Linked DNA regions of Gossypium arboreum: region 2 is linked to region 1. The links are chromatin contacts, called in public Hi-C maps. All regions are on one chromosome and are shown on one strand. Each heading gives the region's core, a stretch centred on a gene start, on an enhancer-like site or on the middle of the called end of the contact. The rest is flanking DNA. Distances are from core to core; before and after follow the strand shown.

Region 1 (3,428 bases), core at 333-2,832:
TCCCATCATCCAAATCCACCTAATTTTACAAATAATTAGTATGATTCACGCTGAAATAATTATGAAAATTTAAAAATAAAATATACTCTAATGCTATTTTATTTTTCACTCTTTAGTTTTTAAATTTAAAATTTAGATTTAATTATTATCAAGATTTAAATTTATTTTATTAAATTTATTGTGTAACATTTTGAATTGAATTAATTATCTGTTTGTATCAAATTATGGAGTAAAAATTGAAGGTTAAAATATGATTTAAGTCCCTATACATTTCATACATTTGTAATTTAGTCTCCTTATTTTATTTTTTAAGATTTTAGTTCCTCTATGTTTCAACTTTAAAAATTCAGATTTAATTGTTATCATTGTTAAAAATGTTCAGTTAAATTTAATGATGTGACATTTTAAAATTAAAAAAAATTATTTAGTAGTGATGTACTAAAAAATGTGTTGAGAATGCTTATGTGATTTTCTTCTTCTTAAAACACACATTTGAATTAGTCATGATAAGAATATTTTTTTGTTGAAATAATATTTGATATAGTTAACAATAGTAATTATTTAGACTAATTAATGACATTATAAAAGTAGAATGGCCAAATTGTGTCAAAATTAAAGTATATGGATTTAAACCAAGTTTTAGCTTAGTATAGAAGCCAAAATTGAAATTTAACCATTATCTTGTAATATATATAAAAAAAAAGTAAGGCAAACCCAAAATATGATGTCTTTAATACCCTTAAAGTTTTCAATTTATATATAACCAAAAATAAATTTTAATAGAAAATTTAATTATATTAACTATTTAGACTAACTAATAATCATGAAAATATAGGATTGAATTATGTTAAAATTAAAGTATAATGATTAAATTTCAATTTTAAGTATAATAAAATGTCTAAATCTGAAATTAAACCATTTTTGTAAAATGAAAAAAAAAACATGGTGGTGCCCACGTGTCAATAGGAGGAATAGGGTGTAGTTATATAGATTTCAAAACTGTTATATTTCCTCTGATTTTTCACGGTATGTATCCAGCTATTCTTCGTGTTTTGTAAGCTAATTAAGAGATAAATATTGACTACGAATTTTAAATTGCTTCATATTTAGAGTGAAGTTCGAATCCTTAATCACTAGTTAAGATAAGAAAAACTTTGAAATATTGAAAAAATTGATTAACTAAGGTTGTACTTAGTTTGTGAAATAAATATTTATTTTCAATAATAGAAACATGAAAACATTTGTTATAACAGAAATATAAGAAATAAAATAAAATAAATTTCAATGAGGGTAGGATTTAATATTTAAAAATTTGTTGAAAAAAGAATATTTTTGTGTTTATATGAGTTTGAATGTGAATTCATTTAAAGTTAAAAATAATTTTTTATCATTTTCAGTTTTATAAAACATTTTTAGTAAAAATAATGAAAACAAATTATTGTTTTTACATATCTTTATTTTTAACAATGTTTTCTAATTAAAAAGAAAAAGAAAAGAAAAAGAAACAGAGGCTAATTGTTTAGGGCTTCGGCTTTGCTTCTCTATATAAACTTGGGCTGGATTTAGAGTCCAGAAAAATGTGGAACTCCCAGTATCAGTCTTAGCATACAACAGGAAAGCTCATAGTCCATTATTCTGATTTGGTCTTGATTTATCATCCCAGAATAGAATTGTGGCTCTCAGTTCCAAACATTTCTGCTTCTTTGGCGTCATCCTTTTAACAAGATGTCGAAACTAATCCACCCAGAAATCAAAATTGGCATCAATTGATTACTTTCAGTGATATATAAATCCAATCTGCTACTCTAATAACAGTGCAGAAGCAGGTGTAGGGGCTCCTAATTCACATCATAAACCCCGATTGTAAGTGGAGAAACAATGAGATCTCGGTCTCAGTTTCAGTCTCACAAGAAATCCACGCTTCTCCCTCTGGTTTGCGCTGCTGCATTCTTTTCTCTTCTTCTTTTCGGAATCCAATCTTCTTTCTTCTCAGGTTCTTTAGTTCTTTCTGAAGCTCTATTTCTGAACTATTGAAGTTTCCTTTTATTGCTTATTTCTGAATATGCTTAATTTTATTCTTGGTTTTCAGGTCGTATTAACAGAAAAATAGATCTCGGTAAAGAAAAAGTGCAGGTATCAGATCTCAGCCCTCAGGAACTCAGGAGTTTAGCCGACTTTCAAACCAGTGTTCAACAATGCGTGGTCAGTTCTTTTCTATATTAGTTTAAAGTTTTTTATTTTATTTTGTTATAGTTTCTGTTTGCCATAAAATAAAATATACATGACAAAATATTCAACCTCCCTTACAACGCTTTTGACCTCTTTCTTTGCTGGCTTATATTTCTCAAAGCAATCTGTATCCACGGTATTTCCTAAGTTTCTATAGAAAATTCGTTTGTTCTTAATAGTTGTACTTCTTCGTTCCATCATGATGCATCCTTATATGGCGGCATTATATCCTTTGATTCACCAAGTTACTCAGTCACCTCTTTAGCACAATAAACCATTTTTTTCCATATCATACTGGGTATGAAATCGTCTTCTCAATTTGCCTCTCAGGTTACTCTATTACTTAAAAGTGCTTGCGTGCCCCTGTTCAACCTCCACCATTTAATCCTAGGATCTAGAATAGGTCTAGCTTTTTTATACATCTTTAGAAAATGAACATATTGGAAGCTGATGTTGTGTAGCTGTACTTGCCTCCTGTATCACCTTACAGTCTATGCAACAACTCCCTCCCTTCTGGTTAGAAACAATCTATTTTGCTGGCATTCCCTCCACTTAGGTGATTGGATGGAAGTCACTTTTCCTAAACACGTGTTTGCTTAAATCAAGTCTTAAGATAAAAAAAAACACAAAAAAACTCAGATGATGTTCTTGTTTCCATTCCATGTTGCATTAAACAATAATAAGAAAACTTGGATTAGTTTAGTTCAATCTAAATGCTGATTTTGCCGAGAATTGGATGAGTTTGTGAGTTGATGATGACTGTATTTCATTTGTGGAAGTCTGCATTTACTGACATGAATGGATGTAGGCGAATAGAGGACTTGGACTCACTGCACATCTTGTCGACCTTTGCAAATTGACTCTTAAGTTTCCTGAAGGCACAAACAGCACTTGGGTCTGGTTTTCTTTCCTTCCTCTTAATAATGCATCCCCCCTCCCCATTTTTGCTCTTCAATTATTTTTAAATGCATTTGTCTGCTGATTGTTCCTGGTGTTTACAGTATAATGAGCAGTTTAAGGTTTTTGAACCATTGGAGTACCATTATGATATTTGTGATGCCATTCTTTTGTGGGAACAGGTTAATGTTCAATCCTTTTCCTTGTTATATTTGCCCACTGAGGAGTCATTTGTCCTCCTAATAATGCCTTTATAAATGCAGTACCGTAACATGACAACAGTGTTAACTAGAGAATATCTA
Region 2 (3,428 bases), core at 504-3,003, 110 kb before region 1:
AGCATTTTGTTTGAATGTCCTGATTCTGATTGTTTCAGGTTACTGCATGTGCACATGTCTTCTGCAAAGCTTGTCTGATTGATTTTTCTGCCTCCCTGGGAAATGTCTCATGCCCCTCATGCTCAAGATTACTTACTGTTGATCTGACTACGAATGCAGATGGAGGGCAATCTAGCAAAACAACACTGAAGGGGTTTAAATCCTCAAGTATTCTGAACAGAATTCAATTAAATGATTTTCAGACGAGCACTAAAATAGAGGCTTTGGTATGACTTACTGGGATTCATTAATTGCTAAAAAGTTGCTTGACTATTTTGAGAGGATAACATCTGTACTATATACACAACCATGGTTTGCATTATGTCATTAATGGCTATTAGATATCTCTCCTTTATCATTATTGGCATGACTTTACTGGACAGTTTAGCAGAAACTTCTTATTAATGTGGTTAGAAATTTCCTCTGATAGCCTGCTTGGAGTTCCCATTTGGCTTGTTCTTCATATAGTAAATTCTTATGTAAACCCCAATGACTAGCAGTGTCTTTATTTGTAAACTATGTTTCTATCAAAGTCGTAAAACTTGGTATTTTGAACTTCAATATTGTCATGTGTAATGCTGCAGTAATTTTGTGTCACCTTTTAAATTCACAGCAGTGCTATTCATAATAGAAATTAGCAGCAGCTGCATTTCTTTGTCAATATAAGTGGATGATAACAAAGATAAATGACAGAACGTTATTGACAGTATTAGTGTTATTACTTTCACTGTTGAGTGATGATTATTATGACCTGTGGCAAATTTGCCTCTATTGCATGGCATATTCATATTGTTCACTGTTTATCTCTTGATCCTCTCTGCTAACAGAGTTTTCATAATTTTAGAGGGAAGAAATCAGATTCATGGTGGAAAGAGATGGTTCTGCGAAGGGAATTGTTTTCAGCCAATTCACATCTTTCTTGGATCTCATAAAATACTCCCTTCATAAGGTCTCTAAAATGAGAAACGAAACAAATTCTGTCATGGTTTCTTTGTGCAGATAAGAAAAGATGCTATCATAATAGATTGGCCTCTTTTGCAGTCCAGCATAAAATGTGTTCAACTAGTAGGGAGCATGTCCTTGGCTGCGAGAGATGCTGCAATTAAGAGTTTTACTGAGGATCCAGATTGCAAGATATTTCTCATGAGTTTGAAAGCTGGAGGTGTTGCCCTTAATCTCACAGTTGCATCACATGTAAGCAATATCTTATTGAATTCTTGTTTGGTTTAATCTCTGATATCTTTTGGGATCCATTTGCAAAAAAAGGATTTATGGCATTACTCTCTCTTATTGGGATTACATTTTGTTTTAAATTTTGCAATTAAACGTTTCCTTATCTAAAATGAATGCTGTAGTGTTCAGGTTAAATTGGCTATTCCTTTGTGTACATTTCTTTTTCCTAAAGGCTTAAAATGGTAGACTTTGGACCTGATTAGGTTTTCTTGATGGACCCTTGGTGGAACCCAGCTGTGGAGCGCCAAGCACAAGATAGGATACACCGAATAGGGCAATGTAAACCAATAAGGTTGGGTTGTGATTGTAAGTTAATTTATAACAAAAATGTTGAGACTGGTTTGAGTTAATGAGACTAATTGCATCTTTTTTGGTGTGATGTTAGGATTGTGAGGTTTGTTATTGAGAACACAATAGAGGAGAGGATATTAAAGCTGCAAGAAAAGAAGGAATTAGTGTTTGAAGGGTAAGAGTTTAATTAGTTTTTGGTTAAATTTGAAGGAGTAATTTGAATGTTTAATGTGTTGTGGTGTTGTGTAGGACGGTGGGTGGCTCCACAGAGGCTCTAGGAAAATTGACGGAGGCAGACATGAGATTTCTATTTGTGTGAGCTGAGCTGGGTTGGGTTGGGTTGTTGAAGCCAAGTTCTAGTGAAATGTAAAATACTTCTCTCTTTTCTGTTTTTGACTTGGGACATGTTATGTTTGGAACTTATATAGTTAATGCCATTATCTCTCTCAAAACTCATTGAATTTATCGACTGGCTTTTTGAATTTTTGTTCAAATAGTTTAGTCTTTTTTTTGTAGATGATGTGGCATTTCATACCAACTTTTGAATTTTTTAAGTATATAAAATTTTAATAAATCTAAAAAATCAAATATATATAAATTAAAAGTTTCTAAAAGCTATAAAAATATTAACAATTTAAAAAAGTTGTAGAAGTTTATAAAAAACCTATACAAATTTTAATAAAATTTAAAAATTACCAGGATAAGAAAGTAGAATTTGGATTTCAAAATTTTAGTTGGGAATTAAAATATTAAAATTTGAAGATTTTAATTAATCTAAATTAAATGTTTGGATAATTCAACTTTAGATTTAGATTTTAATTAATTCTAAGTGTTAAAATATATATAAATTTTTGAAATAAACCTGCTGGTGATTATTAATTAAAAAAAAATAGAAGAGCTGTTACATCCACTAACCGTTGCAACGACTGGCTATCAGGAACGGTGCCATAATGGTTGTTCTGGGAAGAAGAAAAAAACAACAAAAAACCAAAACTAGACAACTTGAAAACAAACAAAACCACAGCCTAAAACTTTGAAAGATGAAACGACCTTTTACGAAATTTCGGTCCAATTTAAAGCTCATAATAGAGATGTGTTTAGTTTCTCTCAAGATTTAATAATGAGATCCAAATTTAAGTAATTAAAGTTAAACTTTAACTTATTCTTTTAAGATTTTATTATTAAAAAAATTTGAAAAAAAGAGTTAAAGCTTTAAGACCGTGGATTTTGGAATAATGATTAATTAGAAGAGATTAATTTTGTTCATGGGTCTAAATTCTCAATCTATGATAATAAGCTTATATGGAGAATGTTAACAAATTTAGACATTTCACTTCAAGGACCTTAATCAATCCCACAAGCTTAGGTGTTTTATATTGGATTCGAGTTTTAGGCTTATTATTTTATTATTATTTTTATTTTGAATATTTTATAATTATTAAGTATTTAAAGTTATTTAGGAGTTTTATATTAACAATAAAGTTTTGTTTAAAATTATTTATTGTTTAGATTAATTAGAGTTTTATTTAGACGTATTTAATTAGCCTATATAAAGACTTCTTCATTATTCATTAAAGACACAATTGTGTTTATTAATAAAAGTTTTCAACTTTGGGAGAGTTTATTTTTTGAGTAAGATTTCTTTCGTAATTTTTAGAAATAATTTTCTTCTTGATTTTTTTCAAAGAGTCGTGAGAATTCATTTTTATCTTTTAACAGAATTATTTTTAAAGGATTAATTAGAGCTATTAAATGAATTTATTAGATTTATATCTTAATGAGTTAAATTGAACTTTTATCTTTCTATCCTTCATTGCTATCGTTCCATCTTTCACTTTTAAACTTCATCTATTTATTTTTTATAT

Evidence for each region. Hi-C and Micro-C count contacts between places; a contact is called where the count stands out from the background.
Region 2: a contact with region 1 is called in a Hi-C map of leaf, with 5 times the contacts expected there. The contact joins the enhancer-like site here to the promoter of LOC108465666 in region 1. A contact is called at or near these places in 2 of 5 Hi-C or Micro-C datasets (both in leaf).

What each region holds. Positions count from the first base shown.
Region 1 is chr3:58,206,913-58,210,340 of ASM2569848v2, reverse strand. LOC108465666 (sialyltransferase-like protein 1) reads left to right here and starts at 1,582. Exons shown (of 11, transcript XM_017766042.2): 1 at 1,582-1,993; 2 at 2,090-2,202; 3 at 3,038-3,124; 4 at 3,231-3,308; 5 at 3,390-3,428. The coding sequence starts at 1,879.
Region 2 is chr3:58,314,951-58,318,378 of ASM2569848v2, reverse strand. It overlaps LOC108479448 (DNA repair protein RAD16), which reads left to right. Exons shown (of 16, transcript XM_017782052.2): 11 at 39-266; 12 at 884-988; 13 at 1,081-1,233; 14 at 1,476-1,564; 15 at 1,658-1,738; 16 at 1,813-2,015. The coding sequence ends at 1,882. It also overlaps the pseudogene LOC128290339. Among protein-coding and RNA genes, the nearest start is that of LOC108479448, 7.9 kb to the left of the region's middle. Within about 2 kb of position 1,753, at least 2 of the 2 cell types and tissues checked have an H3K27ac peak or open chromatin away from gene starts, as enhancers often do. A contact at or near this core is called in leaf, where this site is marked.